Linked DNA regions of Mus musculus: region 1 is linked to region 2. The links are chromatin contacts, called in public Hi-C maps. All regions are on one chromosome and are shown on one strand. The core of a region is the stretch at or near the end of the contact, and the rest is flanking DNA. Distances in the headings are between cores, read along the strand shown. Region 1 holds the start of Clvs1 (clavesin 1). Region 2 has its middle 25 kb from the start of Gm23423.

Region 1 (4,339 bases), core at 1,784-4,283, 35 kb after region 2:
CATATATCAGGTACATCTGGTTTAATTATCAGTGTAATTGATATCACTGATACATACCTATAATGCCAGTGCTCAGGAGGCAGAGGGGAAGAATCATGAGTTCAAAGCCATCTTTTGGCACACTAGTAAATTCTAGGATACCCGGTGCTACATGCAACTCTGTCTCCCAAATGAATAGAACCCAAACAAAAGGCCTTTTTACATTATTTTCAGTGAAACTGAATTTTAAACTTGCATATTTAAACTTTATGATATAAGATTGTACTCTTCTAGCTAGTTTGCATCTCTTTACCATGCATCTTTCTTGATGCACTATGGGGCTATGGTTTTCCCAATAAACAATATCAGCATTTATATGATCAGCATATTATGATCTCATGCATATGATTATCCCATCACGTAGAATGTATATAAAACCCAGCTTTATTATTGATGGTGTCATTCAAATGTCTTTATCAATATGCATCAACGTACAGGTCAACTTCAAGCAAAACTTTTCTTTTTTTTCAGAACTACACTTCTGAACTGCCCATGTCTTGGCTTGCATTTCTCTTAGCAGGAATAGAATTGAAAAAGTGAAGTGAAGTGTGTGTGTGTGTGTGTGTGTGTGTGTGTGTGTGTAGGGGGAAAACAGGTGTCAATAAATATTACACCTCAGAAGAAGGGAAAGTGTACAACCTTTTTTTATAAATATATAGTCCAGGCTGGCATTCCATCCTTGTCAGTTTCCTAAGGTATGATGAGATTTTTAAGCCTGTGCCACTACATCTAGTCTACAGAAGTATTAAGATGGCATAAATCAAGAACAAACGAACTATTAGAATGGCTATTATTAAGAAAAAACAAAAACAAAAAATGCTGGCAAGAATTGGGAGAAAGAGATCTTTGTGCATTTTAGTGGAATGTAAATTAGTCCAGTTTCTATGAAAATAAACATGGATATTATTCAAAAAACTAGCATAAAACTACCATGTGATTTAGCATTACCTTCTCCAGAGATATACCTGAGGGGATCTAAGTCAGCATGCCACAGGAATATCCACACAACCATGTTTATTGCATCATTATTCATAGTAACCAATATATGCAACTGGCCTTGGTGCCCCTTAGGAGATTAATGGATAAAGGAAATCACATTATTTTAGCCACAAAAAAGAATGAAGTGATGTCATTTGCTGGAAAATGGATGCAACTGGAAATCACCATGTCAAGTAAAATAAGTCAGGGAAGACAATACAAATATTACTTGTTTTTTCTCTTATGCCGACTCTAAAACAATGGAAGGAGAATGACATGAATGAAGACAGGAACTACTCCAGTACAGGAAGTAGATCAGAGGTGGAGAGAGGCAGAGAAATGATCAAAGTATGCATGTACATGACTGAAAACAGCATAATGGGAATTAATTAGGGAAAGTGTTTTCTTTGGACAAGTTCTCCTTTAGTGTCTTTGCACATGTCTACGATGAGCTGAGCTGTGCCTTTGAAGGCATCCCTCTAACTAAGCTTAAGTAATGAAAGCTCACCATTCCCTGCAGACCATTTTGATGTGCCAAGCCTGTTCAGATCAATTTCTATACAAAATTCATAGCATCATAAAATACTTTAAATACACATATATGTGTTGTGGGTTATGTCACTCATCCATTTACTCTCCCACTCAGGACATTTATTGAAGTACTGTGAAGTTCCAGGCAGCCTTCCATGGCTTACAAGCAGCAGTGGACAAAGTGGAGCTTTCCTCTGCCACGAGAGTTATATATAACACATGTGGGGGGAGAGGAAGGGGGCGGGGGGGAGGAAGAGAGAGAATGCAATAATGTGGGATGTGGGAGCTGGAAGATTAAACATCATGATGAACTATATAATAGGAATATTGGAAAGAGACTCATCAACGTTCAGTTTTTAAATAGATGTGGCAAGTTTAGGCAAATGTATGGAGGACGACTGAGTCACCGTAGCAGATTTACTTATGTCTTCATACTACCCAATGCTCCTGCCAACCTGAGGAGCAGAGGTTGCGGTTGGATGCTGCATTTGTGTCTTTTCTCCATCATTTCTGTTTTGCAAACATTTCTCTTTGTCTTTCCTCTTCAGAAATGAGGCTTTCATCAGGAAGATCTTGCAGCCTATATAAAATTAAGTTTATTGTTTTTGATAATTTCTATTATCTTAAATGAAATTTATATGCATAAATACCTACACAAATTGCTGAGTAGAATTAGAAGACTGTATATCATATATATTTTCAGACTCTTGAAGTACATTTTGACGTGGATCTGTAGGAAGATTATACTTTCTCACTTAATGTCTTAGGATATGGGATACTGTGTGGATTTAAATGTTTTTGTCCTAAACCATACATCATTGCTCCTTTATCGTTCTTTCTTTCTCTCTTTCTCTGTCTTTCTTCTTTTAGCATGTCTTTGGTACTTTATTAAGTTATGCATTGCGTTTTAGTGGTAAGCTGACTTTTAAAATGTTTGTTGGATCTTCAGCATTTTCTTTTTATTATGAAATAGCTATGCATGAAACACATTTGTTGTGATTTTTTTCAAGTGATAATTTACATGCATGATTCTTGAGATTAAAAAATATTTTATGCATTCAACTTTGTTGACCTCTTTCCTGTGATTTCTTTTATTATTCTGCTTAGAAAATGTTTTAAATTTTCATTGATGTATTTAACTTACCTGTTTTTATTTTGACAAGATAGAGTCTTAATCTGAGCCTTTTCCAACAGCCCATTTTCTGAATGTCATGTCATTTGTTAATAAAAATAATTATTTTTCCATAGACATATGGTGCTTTACCATTTGTTTGAAATTTGAAATAATCTGCCCAAAAGAGTCTGCTTTAAATGTGGAGAGTGGTGGTTTCCAGTACTTTTTGTCCTAGTTGTTAAAGGATTACAACAATCCTTAGACTGTATTGCCAGAATGGGTGAGTCCAACCTGCGGAGGCATTTAGGACCCAGGGGAAAGCCAGGCTTGGTACGGAAGGACAGAGTCTCTGGCGCACACGCCTCCTACCCAAATCACAGCCCCATGCAGCCCGGGCTCTCATTCACAGCTTTCTAGAGAAATCTGAGCTCCAACTGCCAGGGTAGGGGATCTCACCCACCCAGTTCAGCCGCGAGGACACCTGCAGAAACACATTCTCAAAGCAAGCCTGGGAGGCGGTGTGAAGGTATTTGTTGCCTTTTTCTTCCTTCTGTGTTCGCAGAGCCTCCCCGCCCGTCCCCGCTCTAGCGGTGCCATGGCTGCGGCGTTTCAGCACTTCGGCGCGTGGACAGCTCCCATCTGCAATCCCACTGCACTCCATCCCTTCTGCACCCCACTCTTCACCGCCTCTGCGGTCCATCCTCTTGCCACGCCACACAGCCTGCGCTCCCCAGCCATCAGCACCCCATCTCCACCATCGCCGTCATCATCTCCACCAGCACCGGCGCGGTAACTACAGTCCACACAACTGTGTCTTGTCACTTAGACAAAGCCTGAGGTCGGCAAGGTAGAGAGGGGAGATCTCAAGTTCTCAGGCATAGAAGGGAAAGTTCAGGTGGAGAGACCCCCTGAAAACAAAGAGAGACGCCTGCTCGAGAGAAAGGTGAAGTGGAGGCAGCAGGAAGAGACCCCAGCAAAGGGACAGATGGGGACTTGCCAGACACCAGCAGTTAGCCAGCTGCCTTTCAGCAGATTAGAGACTGTTTAGTTCAGGAAATTAACATGGCCTGAGGCATAGTATGATTCCAGGAAGAAATGTTAGCTCAGTCCCGATATTCTGGTTTTCCAATGGAGAGTCACCAGGAAGCAGGGTGGGGGATGATGGGTGACTCACAGCACCCACATGGCTGTTTTTCTTCCTAAGCATTTACCATAGAAACTCTGAAATTAAGTTTTTATTGAACTGTTTTATAAAATGAGAACCCCAAAGGTTAATTTAACTCTGTGGCCAAAATAAAAAATAAAATGACGGTCGTAAGAACCTAACAAATAAGGCTAGGAGATTCTATTTGCTCTAACATCTCCTTTTCTTGTCTACTTAGTTCAATTACCCAATCTTAAATCTCTCCTAGAAGAAGAACAGATATACCCCTTGCCCAAATGGCCAAAGTGGTAATGATATTCAGAGCAGATGGCCTGGCTTTGTTCATTACTAGTCAAGGACTGGCTCAGATTTGGGAGGCGAGATTTTTGTGTGCTTTCTCAGTAATCAGGCGATAACACCATTTTCCTATAAATAGTAAAGGGTAATAGAGTGCAGAAATTGAAAAGGCATTTTATGTAACCGTGGTTTGCCTGGCTCTGCTTTGCAGTGCTATCATTTTCTATCAAAGCTGA
Region 2 (4,818 bases), core at 945-3,444:
TATGGTGCATGAAACACATCTGTGTCTGCTCTAAACTGCCCCTGCTTAGAGAACCAAAAGAAGATTTTTACTGGATTTTTCAGTAACTTTCAGATTTTTATATTCCATAAAGAGAGTGTCTGAATGTTGTATACTGTTAATGGCAATCTGCCTAGAGCCTGCAGGAGTGTCATGATTATGAAGATACCTTTAATAAAGCTACATGTAGTTTGGCTTAAGAAAATAACCCCAAATTGGCCTTACTCTAAGGATTCATATGCTTTCAAATCTAAATACCATCTTTGGCTTAACAATATGTAACCCAACTTTCTTTTACATATATTATGTACTATTGTTTTGAGAAAAGACTAGCTAACATATTTTCATTTTTAAAACTTTTTATTGACTCTTTGTGAATTTCACATCATGTACCCCAACCCTACTCATCTCCCTGCCCCTCACATCCAAACTCAACCCTTGCAAAATCCCATCCAAAAGAAAAAAACAAAAACCTTGATGTGGACACTGTAGTATGTTACAGTGTGTCCCACAGTATACTTGTTTGTCTATACTTCTTTGCTTACAAATGTCCACTGCAATGAGTCATTGGTTTGGTTCAAAGCCTATGGCTTCTGCTATACTATCAATACTGGAACTTCCCTGGACTCCTCTTGCATATCCTGTTGTTGCCCAGTGTTATGGAGATCCTGTAGTTCTGGATCTGTAGAACCAGCCCGTTCGTGTGCTCCAATCATTAATCAATGAGGTCGATGTTGGGGTGAGCCAACTCAAAGCCCTGGATCTGAGCCTGAGAGGTATCTGAGTTGTCTATGCCACCAGTGCTCCCACACTCACACCCTCAGGGTTGGCTCATCTGCAACTCTGCTACTAGAGTCAGCTCTATTGTTCCTGGGTAATATGCTGTTCTCCAGAGAACTACAGCTGGTAAGGGGTGAGATCAGCTCTCCCAGGATGCCCAGGGGAACAGTGGGGCCAGTTCTTCATAGCTATCAGACGTCAATATGGCCCCAGGCAGCAGCCCAGAGAAGGTACATCTGGCCTTTGGTGGTAATAGACCTTCACTGCTGCAGGGCCACGAACCCAGAACAGGCCAGGACTTCACCATGGTCTACTCACATCAGGCTGTTGCTTACTACCCTCGAGTCTCCAGTTCTACCTCTCCTCATTCTGCACACATCCTATTGTTTCTTTTTCTTTCATCTCTCCACCACTTGCTTGCTTATCTTAGTGGTGCCTGGGGTCTCTGGGTGTCTGGGATCATCTCAGAAGTGGTCTCAGGAGTGCACTGTCCAATTCATGCAGTGTGGCACCAGGCATGGGTCATCTCAGGCATGGTCTGCCAGCCCAGGCCTGCACAGCGATGGACTGGTGGTTGTCTCAGGCTAACTCCTTGTCCAGAGCCCATGGTGCTAGGCTTGTGATAGTCTTAGGCTCACTCCCCACAGCCCCAGGTTGGGGTTGTCTTGTTTAGGGCTCCCTCCTACTGAGGCCACATGGTCCTAGGCAGGAGTCCCATAGTTCCATTTTTAACATAGTAAAACACAGCAGACTCAAATTAATTTTTGAGTCTGAAGTCTGAAGTGACCTAGGACATTCCCTCTGCTGAGCAACTGCTCATGTTGTTACTCTCCAGAACTTTGCACCAGCCCACACTGAATGGGACCTGTGACACAGCGATTTTCTCTAGCTCCTCACAATAGACTCCATTCTGCTTTCTCTTTTGAGACAGGTTCTCACTATGCAGCCCTGGTTAGCCTGAAGACTAAGCTGGTCTTGAACTCACAGAGATCCACCTGCCTCTGACTTCTGAGTGCTGAGAGCCATTCTATTTTCTATCTCTATGAATGAGCCTGTTAGGCACTTTACATATGAAGGCATATGATATATTAAAATACTGTTTCAAAGCTAAGGACTCACACGGTATGAAACCACCAGAACGGGCTCTGTTCTGTTATTGACTGTGGTTTTTATGCATCCTGCTGATTAGATTTGAGAGGTGGTTTTAGCGAAGGAGGCAATTTTAGAAAATTTCAAATCAAATAAATCACTGCAGCCTTCTCATGTCACACAGAGCTCCTAAGTGGATTAAAGAAAGCAAGTTTCACTACCAGGCCTACTTATCTACTTACACACTGTTGTTATTGATTTCCTAATTGGAAATGTAGGTTTCTAAAGACCTTCAGGGTCTGACATCACATGGCTATGGGGTGATGGTCCTGATGCAGAGACGGTAACTTCCTTGCTGTTCAGCATGTTCTTTCCCCCCGAACCATCACCAAAATGCATTTGATTGATCCTAACACAGACATTCCAAACTGACCAAAACTGATTACTGCTGCACTATTTGATTTAAACAGAATGCATGTTGTGGGGCTAATTCCAACAAATGCATTAGCAGTGACACTTTCATTTACTGTCACTGTGCTAATTGAGCGGAGAGACATTTCCTTTGCTGCTGTGTGCTACACTTTGCAGCGGACAAATATTGATAAAACATCTCTCGTAGTTCTCTCACCCATTAAGTTGATGTTAGGCATGTCTTCAAGGCCTGTAAATTTGATATTTATTCCACAAAGCCCCACAGTTAAGATCTTGATGTTTAAGATTTTATGAGCTTTAAATAATGTCCTAACTCCAGACCATAAATACTTAAATTATTTGTGACTTGTATATACATGAAAAAGGTGGCAAAAATCATTTAGAAGCTTTCATTTCTCTGTCTTCTGAGTAAATCAGCTTTGGAAATAGAAATTTTCCTGTCTGATGGCAAAGTTGGTTGTGGTTTGCTTACCTTAGGGCTCAGGCTTCAAGACCATCAAGATTTCTACCCGTGTCCTAAGGAGATCATAGAACATTGAGTGTATTCTATCAAATTAAAGGGATAAAAGCTGGGTGAAAGAGGAGTGACAAAGGGTAGGAAGAGAAAAATTCTGAGTCAATGAGGCAAAAGGATAACCTAGGCTACAGTATTCTGGTTACAAATCAGCACATCTACTTAGATCTGCAGTTGAGAAGTCAAACGTGACAGCTCGCCCGCCATGCACTGCTCACTCCTGCACTGCTCACTCCAGAGTCACTAGGTACATTTGATTGTATGTCTCCTTCCTACATCAGCAGGGCCCAGGTCTGCATGGCTGTTTAGTGCATATGTATTTATGGTTATTAGCATTAGTGGTGATGATGATCCAGGTAATAAGACACCACAAAAGTCAGGAAAAGAGGGCAGGTCAAGACAAAAGGAAGATATGGGTCAGGACCTGGGGCAGAGTGAGAGCAGACACTGGGAGGAGCTTCCCTCATCCTGAGCATTCTTCTCCAGCCTCACCTCAGTATTGGCAATGCTCAGGACTTTCACTGTTTTAAGTTGGGAATGTATCTCATTTTAACTTCAAAACCCTTAATTCACAATGAACTCAATAGGGACTTCGGAGAAAGATTTTCACCACTTTCTTGATAAGTCAAATGCATAAAAATGCCTCAGCATTTAAGGAGTCAAGACATAGCATTCAACAGTGCTGCCTGTGGTTTCCAAAGCACCGGATGATTTGTATCTTAACATTATGGTGCCTCCCCTTTGTAGACATTACAAAGCACACCATAAACCCTGCAAAGAGAAGAAACCGTGTTACTCACACAGCTGAGCAAGAGTGTATGACCTGGACATGTTGAGTCAAGCTTGAGCCAGAAGGCAATCAAGGCAGCACATGGGAGGTAGAGGACCACAAGGCAAAGCGATCTGTGCTGGGAAGAAGAGACAGCCCTCGCCCTGTGTCTCGGAGGCCCACCCCGGCCTCCAGAACAGACCCTTGTTATTTATTTCCTTCCTTTCCCAGACAATTAAACAACTTCACCTGAACCACTTATTGTCCATCATAAGCAAATTCCAAACCGCCTCTGAGTCTCCGTGGGACAGGAGATGCTGGTGAATTTCTGTCTTATTAAGACAACTTGACTAGTGGACTGATCTCAGGACTAGTATTCTTGTTCCCATAGGTACTTACTCAGCACAACCACAAGTGGTGTGTGGGGGGAAGGTAATGTCTAATTGTAGTTTCATTTTATACATTATAAGGACAATGCAGAGCGTAATGCATAGGGCGAGGGTAAAGCCTTTTCTCTAACTCTGGTGTCCCTTTGGTATAAAAAGTTTACAATCTCCTGTGTCTGCAAAATGACATACTGAAGATTATGGCAAGGCCTAGCAAGAGTGTCACAGCCGAACTATCACAGTTGTCTACTCACAGCCTATGTTATGAGCCACTCAGCAAGTGAGTCAATACGCTCTGTTGAAATTAAAAATCCACACAGAATATCATTAGCAAATGGCTTACAAATGAAATACAATTCAATTATGTTGGCATGTGCCTATAACCCCTATACCTGGGAGGCTGAGACAGGAAGATGGCTGTGAGTTCAGGGACAGACTGAGCCACATCACTAGGTGGAGACCAGTCTGAACTGTGCAGTGAGGTCCCATTTCCAACAAGAAGGAAGAGGGGAGGGAAGAGGGGGCGAGACACTAAAGAATCATTGTTAGATTGCTAGGAAATGGATCTGTCTATCTGGGAAGGAAGGATAGCAAGTGTCAATGTCCCTTTCTGTCATTCTTCACAGGGAACTACTTTATATCAACAGCCTCACAGTACACTCCTTGTAAACTATTTCAGCATAACATTATAAACGCAGAAAACACAGCCTTTCAGTAACTCCTAAACTTTGTGATAGCTCTCTATACAAGTTGGAATATCTATAACGATCGTTGTCTGGCATGGATATAATTAATTACAAGGCAGCTACCATATGTCACCTGTGGCACTT

What was found. A called contact is a pair of places that touch in the nucleus more often than the background predicts.
Region 1: a contact with region 2 is called in a Hi-C map of the N1E-115 cell line, with 2.2 times the contacts expected there. The contact joins the promoter of Clvs1 here to the enhancer-like site in region 2. A contact is called at or near these places in 1 of 15 datasets of contacts at CTCF or cohesin (the NIH/3T3 cell line), 1 of 484 Hi-C or Micro-C datasets (the N1E-115 cell line), 1 of 115 datasets of contacts at active chromatin or transcription factors (embryonic stem cells) and 2 of 9 other capture datasets (adipose tissue and pancreatic islet).

What each region holds. Positions count from the first base shown.
Region 1 is chr4:9,266,284-9,270,622 of GRCm38.p6, forward strand. Clvs1 (clavesin 1) reads left to right here and starts at 3,034. Exons shown (of 6, transcript NM_028940.2): 1 at 3,034-3,188.
Region 2 is chr4:9,232,172-9,236,989 of GRCm38.p6, forward strand. It overlaps a transcript of Clvs1 not described here. Among named protein-coding and RNA genes, the nearest start is that of Gm23423, 25 kb to the left of the region's middle. Within about 2 kb of position 2,195, at least 5 of the 459 cell types and tissues checked have an H3K27ac peak or open chromatin away from gene starts, as enhancers often do. A contact at or near this core is called in the N1E-115 cell line, where this site is marked.